Regions from separate parts of the Mus musculus genome. Here regions 1, 2 and 3 are each linked to region 4. A link is a contact called in public promoter capture Hi-C data. All regions are on one chromosome and are shown on one strand. The core of a region is the stretch at or near the end of the contact, and the rest is flanking DNA. Distances in the headings are between cores, read along the strand shown. Region 1 holds the start of Crcp (calcitonin gene-related peptide-receptor component protein). Region 2 holds the start of Tmem248 (transmembrane protein 248). Region 3 holds the start of Sfswap (splicing factor SWAP). Region 4 holds the start of Rcc1l (reculator of chromosome condensation 1 like).

Region 1 (2,700 bases), core at 114-2,613, 4.1 Mb before region 4:
CTGTCAGCTAGCTTGGAGAGTGTGTATTATTCACATCTGAATCACCAGCACCCAGTGGGCAATCACGGTAAGACTGTTGAGCGAGTAACACCATGAACACCATTGTGGGACCCATTCTCCTCAAGACAGGTACAGGGCACCATTCAGTCTTACGTTATGATGACATTTTATTTACTTGATAATTTTTTAATTTAATTTTTTCTTATTTTCAAATACCATCATTCTTGGATGTACCTGTTGAACACACACACACACACACACACACACACACATGTGTTGGTTTTTATGAGACAGAGTTTTCTTTTCTTTTTGTTTTTTTGAGACAGGGTTTCTCTGTGTAGCCCTGGCTGTCCTGGAACTCACTCTGTAGACCAGGCTGCCTTGAACTAAGAACTCAGAAATCTGTCTGTCTCTGCCTCCAAAGTGCTGGGATTAAAGGCATGTGCCACCATACCAGCCAGACACCCTCTATTTCTAATACATTATCCCCTGCAAACCATTTTAACACTCACACCAATCTCAGCACTGGGAGGCAGAGGCAGGCAGATCTCTGAGTCTGAAAGGCTACTTAATGAAAATCTGTCTCTCCCCCCCAACTCCCAATTTTTAACGGTTGTATGGGAAACGGGATCTCTACATAGCCTACGTTGACTAGAATTCACCATGTTGCCCAAGCTGTCCTCAAACTCAAGGCATTCCACCTGCCTCAGCTTCCTACGTGCTTAAACCATTCCCCCAGTTCTATTTCTGTCTGTTGAGACTGGGTTTCTCTTTTCTCTGCCTCCTTCTTTCCCCCTTGTTGGAATTAGAGGCTTGTGCTACCTTGCCTGGCTTATGTTTTTTGTTTTGTTTCATTTTGTTTGGTTTTTTTTTTTTTTTTTTTTTTGGTTTTGTTTTCTGTTTTTTTGAGACAGGGTTTCTCTATGTAGCCCTGGTTGTCCTGGAACTCACTTTGTAGACCAGGCTGGCCTCGAACTCAGAAATCCGCCTGCCTCTGCCTCCCAAGTGCTGGGATTAAAGGCGTGCGCCACCACTGGCCGGCATGTGTTTTTTGTTTTTAACAAAAACAAAAACACAAAGTCTCAAATAGCCCCCATGGCTTGAAAGTCATTATGTAGCTCAGGCTGGCCAGAAACTCCTAACACTTCTCCTGCCTCAGCCTCTCTACTGCTGGGTTTACAGGTATGAGCCAGTATGACCGGTTTAGGGATTTTAATGCGGCCAAGGCAAATCCTAACAAAACCTGCACTACGAAAACGCTCGACAGTCTGAAATTAGACCAGGATAGGGACACCTAGAATTAAGGAAGAACCGGGCGTGCCCCGCAGCGATCCCGGCATGCACCCCGGCGGTCCCAGCGTGCCTTGCGGCACACACACGGAACCGGTGAGCAGAGCAGCGCCGGCGCAACGTGAGACTCTTCTCACGGCGGTTGCGTACGCTGAGGCAGAGGCAACATGGAAGTGTAAGCGACACGACCAGGGGAAGCCAGGATCATCTGGGGACCGCGAAGCGGCCGGCGGCTAGACCTCGGGACCCGCGAGCAGGACGGGTGGGCGGGGTGCACGGGCCGGAAGTGCCTGGAAGTGGGGCGGCAGGGGAGGGACCCTGCTGCTTGGGAACTCGCTCGCCTCCCACATCTTTTGGGGAGGGGAATGTTGAAAGGATAGAGAGGTTTCCTTTTTTTCTTTCTTTTGGTTCTGGGAATGGATCCCAAGACCGTGCACGCGGTCTGGAAGTAGTGCGACCCAGAGATAACGTCCCAGTCATTATCATTACTATCTTGGGATGTGGACTTTGCATACGCTAGGGAAACACTCTACTACTGACTGAGTCATATTCCCAGCCAGCATCATCACCATCATCGTTTTGTGATGGTGGAAATGGTACCCAGGACTTTGCTGGGCAAAGGCTTTGCCACCGACCTGCATCGCCAGCCATTATCGCTATTGTTATTTTGGAAATTTGAGGAAGGTACCCAGGGTTGTGATCGTACTGGGTGTGCTAGTTTTCTTTCGGTTGCTGTGACAAACACCATGACCAAAGCAATTTAGGAATAGAAAGGTTTTTATTACATCTTACACTTCCAGGACACAGTCCATCATTGAGGGAAGTCAGGGCAGGAACTCGAGGCAGGAAACCGAAGCTTCAGAAACAGTTCAAGAACTCTGATGGCTGGTTTACTCTCTGGCATTTTCTAATTTTTGTTTGTTTGTTTGTTTGTTTGTTTTTTTGAGACAGGGTTTCTCTGTGTAGCCCTGGCTGTCCTGGAACTCACTTTGTAAACCAGGTTGGCCTCAAACTCAGAAATTCGTCTGCCTCTGCCTCCCAAGTGCTGGGATTAAAAGCCTGTGCCACCACCAGTTGGCCAGGTTGTACCCTCCTGCATCATTTAATAATCAAGACGATCCCTCATGGACATGCCCATAGACCAGCCTGATAAAAGGCAGTTTGTCATTGAAGCTTCGTCTCCTTTTGATGATTCCAAGCTGTTTCAAGTTGACAGTTAAGACCAACCAGAAAACCAGGCCAAGTTTCCCCCCCACTCCCTCCAGACAAGGTTTTTCGGTAGAGCTCTGGCTGTCCTGGACCACGCTTTTTAGACCAGGCTGGCCTTGAACTCAGATATCCATCTGCCTCTGCCTCCTGAGTGCTGGGACTAAAGGTGTGCGCCACTACCGCCTGGCAACTAGGCAGATT
Region 2 (2,700 bases), core at 112-2,611, 4.0 Mb before region 4:
CTTTCTACCTGCTCCTTGCACTTATTCAAAACCAAAAGCATAGCAGTGGTAGCTCATTGTCTGGAATGAGAGCACACACATGCTGTGCACACACAGACATACACATGCAGATGTCTTCTATACGATTTCCCTGGAACTATTTGGCTTTGAGGTTCTGGAGGAGACAAGCATCAGAGTTCCACTTACACATTCTATGGGAAGCCATCATCCATTCTGGGTGAGGACTTTCCAGTGTAGTTGCTTTGAGGTCACTCACCCTGCTGGCAGTAACCTCTTGCCTATGCTCTGTAAGTAAGCCAGATACATTTACTGGCATTCCAGGGGGAACTTTGGTTTGTCACCGAGACCTTAGGAAAAGGGGATAAACATCGCATAGTCTTTACCTAAGGAGAAAATTCTCACAAATGTTCTCATGTCTCATGGCACACCTTTAATCCCAGCACTTATGGATCTTTGAGTTTGAGACCAGCTTGGGTCACATAGTGAGTTTTAAGTCAGCCAGGGATGGATTGAAAGACCTTATCTCTTTTGTTTGTTGGTTGGTTTGGTTTTTTTTTTTTTTTTCAAGACAGGCTTTGTTTAGCCCCAGCTTCCTGGAACTCATTCTGCAGACCAGGCTGGCCTCAAATGCAAAGATCTATCTGCCTCTGACTCTTGAATGCTGGGATCAAAGGACAACCTTCCCACTGCCCAGCAACCGTGTCTTTAAAGAACAACAAAAAAAGTCAAGACCAGACAAATGGATAAGTGTAACTGATCTCCTGGGTTTTCAATAATCATGTACAAAGGTCAGTATTAATGTGGTTAGAGGAATTTAAAAAGGATAATATTTTGCTGCTTCTAAGGTCAGCTAGGTCCTTGGGGACTGAGACATGGCTTGAAATGAATTGTCCTGTTGTCCAGAAACGCGACAGATTCCCATCCAGTGGATCCTAGAGTCCCGTCTACAGAGAGGAGGGTGGTATTAGTGTGCTCAAACACCATGACTAAGGTAGTTGGCTCCTCATTGGGCTCCAGAGAGAACAGGAAGCCAGCTCTTGCCATCCACGAGACCCCTGTGTCAAAACAAAAAATTCCAACAAAAATAAACGAAAATCGTGTCCTCTTTACTATCTCACGCCATACACACCAAGACCTGCAGAAGCACTTCGGGACGGAACCGAGCAAGCTCACGGCAGTTCGCGAATGCGAGTGATAAATTTCAGGCAGCTCCGTGTATGCTTTTCCCATTTGCAAAACGAAGACAGTCTGCTTCTCCTCCTAACCCCGACCCCACCCGCCGCTCGCCCCGGAGCAATTCTGTCCCTTCCGCGCCGCCGTCGCGCGCGGGCGGGGTCAGAGGTCACGGCGGCGTTAGTGGTGACGTGGTTTTCTGCCTTCACCCGGAAAGCCCGGCGTTCGCAGCGCGCGGAGCCGGCGTCCCGTTGGCGCGCTCTGGCCTGGCTTCGGGTCGTCGCTTCGGCCCCGAGGAGCCGCTCGCTGTCTCCGGAGCGGCGGAGAGGATGGTGCGGGGCAGCCCGGGGCCCGCCGCGCGCCGCCGCGAGTGAACAGGGCCAGGCCGCGGGCGTCCGCGGGCTCGAGCCGCCAGTCTGCGGGGCGGTGAGTAGGAGACGGGGTCGTAATCGCGGGCGCATGGGCCGGGACCGGGGACCCTGAACCCGGGGCCCACGGCGTGCTGGGCGGATCGGTGCGCAGGCTCTCCCAGCCACCCCAGCTCCGTTCACTCCTCTATTAGCTGACCCGGTCCTGTTCCATCCTCCCGAGGCCTGCGGAGTCCTGCTCCCTCAGTCAAGGCTTGTATAGGTCGGCTGAATAAGGCTGCGTGGACCTACTAGCATCCTTTGCAAGTTTTAGAAAAAAAAATGATTGTTTTGGAAAATTATTTACATGATGTGTTTGTATTATCTTGTCTGCGCACGTGAGCGCAAATACCCACCGACTCCAGAAGAGGGCGTTGTGTCCTTAGACCCAGAGTTACACTCCATTGGTAGCTGCCTGATGATGGGGTTGCTGAGAACTTAACTCTGGTCCTCAGGAATAGCAGGTATTCTTAACCCCGTAGCCATCTTTCCAACTTCTCTGTGTGTGTGTGTGTGTGTGTGTGTGTGTGTGTGTGTGTGTGTGTGTGACAGAGAGAGAGAGAGAGAGAGAGAGAGAGAGAGAGTGAGAGTGAGAGAGTGAGTGTGAGTGTGTGTGTGTGTTCAGTTTTAGATTTGTGACTTGACTTTGGGTTGTCAAAAATGTATCCAAAAGAGGGTTTAATGCAGCCTTAACTGGCTAGGATTTCCCTATGTAGACAAGACCCACCTTCAACACCGATCTTCCCGATTCAGACTCCGTAGTTCAGAGATATAGGCGTGGGCCACACTGCCAAGGTTTCACAGTGTAATAACGGTATTGTTTTGGTTTTAATCTGAATCCTGGAGTCTGGGGTCTCCTGCAGCCTTAGATAGTCCAAACCCACGACTCAGTCGAGGCTGACCTTGATTCTCTTAGACTCCCTAGTGCTGCCGTTGGCAGGTGTGCACTGCCATGCCGGTTAAGCCCGGCTAAAACATAATTTTTTTTTTTTTTTAAAGACAGGTCCACTGTGTAGTTCAGGCTGGCCTCCAACTCTCTGTGTAGCTTGAAGTTGTGATCCTCCTGCCTCAGCCTCATATTGGGGTGTTGTTAGCTGTGTGGTACCAGGCCCTGTTCACA
Region 3 (2,700 bases), core at 166-2,665, 4.7 Mb before region 4:
ACCTCAACCTGTCTCTACTTCTAGAGCACAAGGATTATAAGCAATCGCCATCACACCCAGTACTTTTTGCATGGGTTCTGGCAATCAAACTCAGGTGCTCATGTGCGTAAGGCAAGCACTTATCAACTGAGACATCTCTGCTGGTGTGTGTGTGTGTGCGCTGAGTTACTTTACATTAAAAAAAAATCATTAAATGAATTTTGGCTTGAGGTTAAGACAAAAATTCCAACCGTTTCTTTTTTTTTTTTCCCAACTGTTTCAAAAGTAGACACAAACATTTCTGCAAAGCAACCTTCTCCACATCATAACTATTTTACTTAGTATTCGTTCTGGTGTACTATGTACATGTCTGTATGTGTGTGTGCACGTGTGTACACAAATGCATATGGAGGCCAGAGGTCAACATCAGTTGTTTTTCTAAATCACTATCCACTTTTTAAAAACCTAAGTTATTTGGGGAGGGAGGGGGGTGTCCGTGGCTGAGAAGTTCTTCTCTCCTTCCATCCAGTCGGACTTGATCTAACTCGAGTCGCCTACACATATACACACAAAATAAGTAAAAATTAAAAAAAAAATTAAAGTTAAATGTCACCCCGGGGCACTAAGCAAGACCCTATCTTGAAACTAAAACAAAAAGGGCTGCAGATATAACTCAATGATAGTGTTTTACCTAGCAATGATATAACTCAATGATAGTGTTTTACCTAGCAATGGTGAGGCCCTGGGTCCATGTTCAGAACTGAAAGGGGGAAAAAGAAAATCAAGCATCTGGGTCAGACACCAGAAAAAACTGCAGCCCTGCAGACCTCACGTCGATAATACTAGCATCTTAACTGAGCTAGGACAGTCAGAGTTCGAGTCTAATTTGGATCACAGTGACATCCTGTATTTTAAAAAGGGAAAGGGAAAGAATCTGCTCCCCAGAAGGAAACAACCCGTAGCGCTGTCTCCTAGCTGGAGTCTTTCTCCGCCACTGAAGCCCGTAGCCACTGAAAGCCCGCCACTCCGAATATTTAGGGCTCACAAGTCCTGGAAACGCCCTCAGTCAGGCGGCCAGGGCTAGGCTTCCTAGTGATCTAAAAATCGGGCTGTTAGAAAGGAGCAAACTGTCTCACTAGGACGGCAAAGACGCGTTCCCAACAAGATCCCCACTTGTCTCCACACCTGGCGGCCGCCCTCCAACGACAGTAGAAGTTGGCGCGCGGCCACCAACCGCGCTTTCGTCACATCCTAGGAGGCCTCCAAAAAATGGCAGAAATAAATTTCTTTCCATAAACACAACTTACCATCGCAAGATCAAGTTGGACAACGAAAACTAACATCTACTTAATTTTTTAGCGGCTCAAACAGCTTGCGGACGTGGCGAATCTACCACTCTCACCTCCGGAAAGAGCGGGTTTCCTACCGGAAGTTGCGTCTCCTCCATTTTGTGGCTCGCTATGGCGGCTGTGTTGAAGTTGCGAAGAGGATGCGGCGCCTGTGACTGAGTGGGTAGGCCAGGCGAGGCATCGGGGACGTTGTTCGGCCCAGCAGCAGACCGTCCCGGACGTCGGGGACGCTGTCATGTACGGTGCCGGCGGGGGCCGTGCCAAGCCGGAGAGGAAAGGCGGAGTGAAGGAGGAGGCCGGGCCGGGCGGCACCGGCACTGGGGGCAACCGGGTGGAGCTTCTGGTTTTCGGCTATGCCTGCAAGTTGTTCCGCGACGACGAGCGGGCTTTGGCCCAGGAACAGGGACAGCACCTCATCCCCTGGATGGGGGACCCCAAGATCCTCATCGACAGGTCGGTTCCTCCCCCCACCCGTCGACCCTCCCCTCCCTCGCCCGCTTGATTTCGCCTGATGTTGACTTGATGGCCGGGACCGAAAAAGGGGGTTTTGCGGAGCCCGGGGACTCGGGGGGCCTCCCTGCCCCCCACGTTCCCCGGCGTCCGGGGGGAGGGGACGGTGAAACCGGCCCTAAGGCTCCGGCCAGAGCTGGCGCCTCCCCGTCGCCGGAGGGATCGACTCTGCTCCCACAACCCCTCGAGCCCGGGCTGCCGCTGGCGACTCAGCGCGGGTGGAAGCTGTCCGGGGCCCGCCCGCCCGCGCCGTGGGGCGGGTGCCGCTGTCCCTCCGCTGGCTGTGCGGGGAGGGAGTCCGGGAGTGCGCTTTTGTTCCTCCGAAGCGCCGCACGCCGAGGCCCGTGGGTAGAAGCTTCTTTTGGACCCCCCAACCCCGTGAGGTAGCCTGAACCGTCTCTGGCCGGCTTGACTTTTGGCGTCCGGGCGAGCCCTTCCCCGCGGTTATTGCGACCATTTGCCCAACCGCGGTAGTGGGTGAAGTTGCTGTCTTGTTGGAAGCCGGTCGACCCGTGCGGACCTTGCTCTTAGGGGGTAGCGTTCTTAGAGCTGGTTTCACTGTTTTCTAAAGCCGAAGGGTGGAGCTGGGTTTATACCTTTGTGTTGGTTCTTTTCAAATCACACCCACTGAAGGGTGCCTGGAGTTGAGGGTAAAGGGGTGGGAACGTGAATTTCTGATGGTGTTTGATTTGAAAAGGATGGCATTACATGATTGGGTGTTTTGCTCCCCACCTCTCTCCTCATTTTTTCCATCTCTCTTTCTTTCTCCACCATCCCGGGTTTGGGTATTTGTCCTTCCGTTGGGCGATATTGCTTCTGGGCCCAGGACTAACTGTGAGCAACCATTAAGCTGTGGCGTGGT
Region 4 (2,721 bases), core at 143-2,642:
AAGCAAAAAGACCTCTGTATAGAAAAGAGAACTGGGAGGGAGAAAGTAGCTCAGTGGACACAGTGCTTGTAGGGCAAAAACCCTTGGGTTCCCCGTCCCCAGCACCACTTAAACCAGAAACGGTTGCACACGGCTATAATAACAGCATTTCGAGGGTAAAGACAGGGTCTCACTGTGTAGCCCAAGCTAGAGTACAACTTGTGGCAATCCTCTTGTCTCAACCGTCCAGTCCAAGTCCTGGGACTACAGATGTGAGCCACCACGGCTGCCGGGCTGAGCCCTTTTGAAAAGTGAGCCTCTTCCCCGCCCCCCCTTTTTGACAGGGTTTCTCTGTGTACCCCTGGCTGTCCTGGAACTCTGTAGACCAGGCTGGCCTCGAACTCAGAAATTAGCCTGCCTCCGCCTCCAAGTGCTGGGATTAAAGGCGTGAGCCACCTTAGAAGCTCCATGGGCAACCTCCTATTTCCCCTCTAACCGCTCAGATGAGCATCTCCTTTTCCGGCTGCCCATCACTGACTCTAGCCGACACACCTCCGACCTGTGGAATGTCCCGTCCCTCAAGGGAGCTGTCTAGTCTAAGTTACAAATACCACCATTTACACCCAGCTGTGGGGCCCTGGACCTTACTTGACCTCTCTGCTACTCCCTTTCATCCTCTGTAACTGGGAGGTGACAGCTCCGGCCTTTTGGGGGGGGGGGGGGCCTGAGCGAATGATCTAAGGGCAGAATCCTTGGTGCGATTGTCAAGCTACGCCAATGGGCAAGAAAGTAAGGGAAGACACCAAACTCTCTCGAGCCACAAGCAAACTGCTAAAAATGCTGAACGAGACCCCAAGATCCACAGACGTGATAAACAGGCTCAGCAGTGAAGGACGGAGCACTGGGAGAAACAGACTTCTCGGCAGCCACCCCTCATGCCTCCCTCTGCAGATCCCGGGATCTCGGAGGTCATTGCTCCCGGAAATCCGGCCACGCGGGGAAGAAAGTTCCCTAAGAGATGCCAGCGAGGATGCCACTGCCCCCACCTTATGATCCAGCTCCAGGCGGTAGGGGACCGGCTGGATCCTGCGTCGGGGCCGCAGGCCGGCGCGCGGTCCAGGCCCCGAGGACGGCACCACGAAGCTGGGCACCCCGAGCGCCCCGGAGAAGCTGAAGCCCCAGACGAAGACGCGATCGGCGCGAGCCGCGCGCTCGCCCACGTACTGAAACACCGGAACGTCCGCCTCGGCCTCGGCCGCTTCTCGCCGGCTCCGCGAACGGCCGGCCGGTGTCCAGTGCTCGCGAGCCGGTGTCGGCCACCTCGGCCGCGGCCCCCGCAGAGCCCGGGCCGCCGCCAACATCCTCCGCGTCACGCCTCAACCGCTTATGGGCGCCGCCATCTTGTGTCACCCTTGACCTCTAGCCTGGCGGAAGTAGATACGGCCATGCTTACTACTGGCTGAAGGCGACGCGCTAAGGGAAAGACAACCATGTTTACTATTGGCAGATGATTACTACTCCAGGAAAGCAAAGACTTGAGAAGGCTATGGCTTCACCGTCTATCCATGAGTAGGGGACTTAAATGAGTGTCAAGCTATTATTTGAAGATGTCTGTGAAGTGTTCTATGATTCTTACTGCCCCTTTTTAAATTCTGTGTGTGTGTGTGTGTGTGTGTGTGTGTGTGTGTGTGTGTTAGTTTTGGTGTGGAGTTACTTAGGTGGAGCTGGGAATTGAACCCAGGTCCTCACACATCCTTAGGGTATAGGTTAACACAGACTACTCTCCCAATTCCAAGAAGTGTTTTGTATAAATACTGAAAGGAGACAGAGGGAACATCCTAGATGCTTATCTCATGGAAGCAAAACTGGGGAAGGTAGCTGGGCACAGTGGTTCACACCTGTAACCCCAACTTTAGGCTGAGGCAGGAATATTGCTGCAAATTGCAAACCACCCTAGAAGAAAGAAAACCTATTAATATATATGGTTTGTTTGTTTGTTTGTTTGTGACAGAATCTCATTATTTAGCCCTAACTGGCCTGGAACTTGCTTTGTTCCTGTAGACCAGGATAACTCAAACCTGCCCCTGCCTCCTGAATGGTGTGTGCCACCATACCCAGCACTGATTGGTTGATTTAGTTTATTTTAGGCGGTTTTATTTCATGCATATGGGTACTTTACCTGCATGTATATCTGTGTACCCTGCGTGTATAGTGTCTGTGGAGGCCTCAGAAGAGGGTGTTAGATTCTCTAGAACTGCAGTTACAGTTGATACCCCACTCCCACACACCCCCATGTGAATGCTAGAATTAGAACTCTGGTCCTCTGGAAGAGTAAACAGTATTTTGTTTTGTTTGTCATTGTTGTTGCACAGTGTTCTTAACTCTTGAGCCCTCTCTCCAGCCCTCTAATTGAATATTTTTCTAAGACAGGGTCTCACTCTGTAACCCAGGCTAGCCTCTACCTCACTACAGTTCTCCTACCCCAGCCTCCCAAGTGATGGGATTACAGACCCATGCCAGTGTGCCAGGTTCAACCCTGATTAAACTACACCTGGCTTCCAGGGGCCCTTCTTACTTCCTTTAGATCTCAATTCCAGCATGAAGGCTACACAGAGAAATTCAGTCCCTGAAATAAAGACTACAGTCCATGGCAGGGCTTCCTAAAAGTTATCCCCTAATACAGAGTGGATCCTTCCCCCCGAACTCCCTTTGCTCATCCTTAGTGTGTATTTCTTGATAAAC

The links. Promoter capture Hi-C pulls out the DNA fragments that hold promoters and counts their contacts.
Region 1: a contact with region 4 is called in a promoter capture Hi-C map of pre-B cells. The contact joins the promoter of Crcp here to the promoter of Rcc1l in region 4. A contact is called at or near these places in 3 of 39 promoter capture datasets (hippocampal neurons, liver and pre-B cells).
Region 2: a promoter capture Hi-C map of pre-B cells shows a contact between it and region 4. The contact joins the promoter of Tmem248 here to the promoter of Rcc1l in region 4. A contact is called at or near these places in 4 of 39 promoter capture datasets (cranial neural crest, maxillary cranial neural crest, pre-B cells and 1 more) and 1 of 484 Hi-C or Micro-C datasets (B cells).
Region 3: a contact with region 4 is called in a promoter capture Hi-C map of pre-B cells. The contact joins the promoter of Sfswap here to the promoter of Rcc1l in region 4. A contact is called at or near these places in 2 of 39 promoter capture datasets (liver and pre-B cells).

What each region holds. Positions count from the first base shown.
Region 1 is chr5:130,027,943-130,030,642 of GRCm38.p6, forward strand. Crcp (calcitonin gene-related peptide-receptor component protein) reads left to right here and starts at 1,364. Exons shown (of 6, transcript NM_007761.2): 1 at 1,364-1,465. The coding sequence starts at 1,458. Gm40334 (a long non-coding RNA gene) reads right to left here and starts at 166. Exons shown (of 3, transcript XR_868562.1): 1 at 1-166.
Region 2 is chr5:130,220,974-130,223,673 of GRCm38.p6, forward strand. Tmem248 (transmembrane protein 248) reads left to right here and starts at 1,362. Exons shown (of 7, transcript NM_027854.1): 1 at 1,362-1,599. Gm6598 (a long non-coding RNA gene) reads right to left here. Exons shown (of 2, transcript XR_377119.4): 2 at 745-1,055.
Region 3 is chr5:129,499,816-129,502,515 of GRCm38.p6, forward strand. Sfswap (splicing factor SWAP) reads left to right here and starts at 1,416. Exons shown (of 18, transcript NM_172276.3): 1 at 1,416-1,781. The coding sequence starts at 1,564. It overlaps Gm40332 (a long non-coding RNA gene), which reads right to left and starts at 1,411. Exons shown (of 3, transcript XR_868547.2): 1 at 1,287-1,411; 2 at 705-739; 3 at 435-533.
Region 4 is chr5:134,175,375-134,178,095 of GRCm38.p6, forward strand. It overlaps Rcc1l (reculator of chromosome condensation 1 like), which reads right to left and starts at 1,393. Exons shown (of 11, transcript NM_033572.2): 1 at 1,026-1,393. The coding sequence starts at 1,340.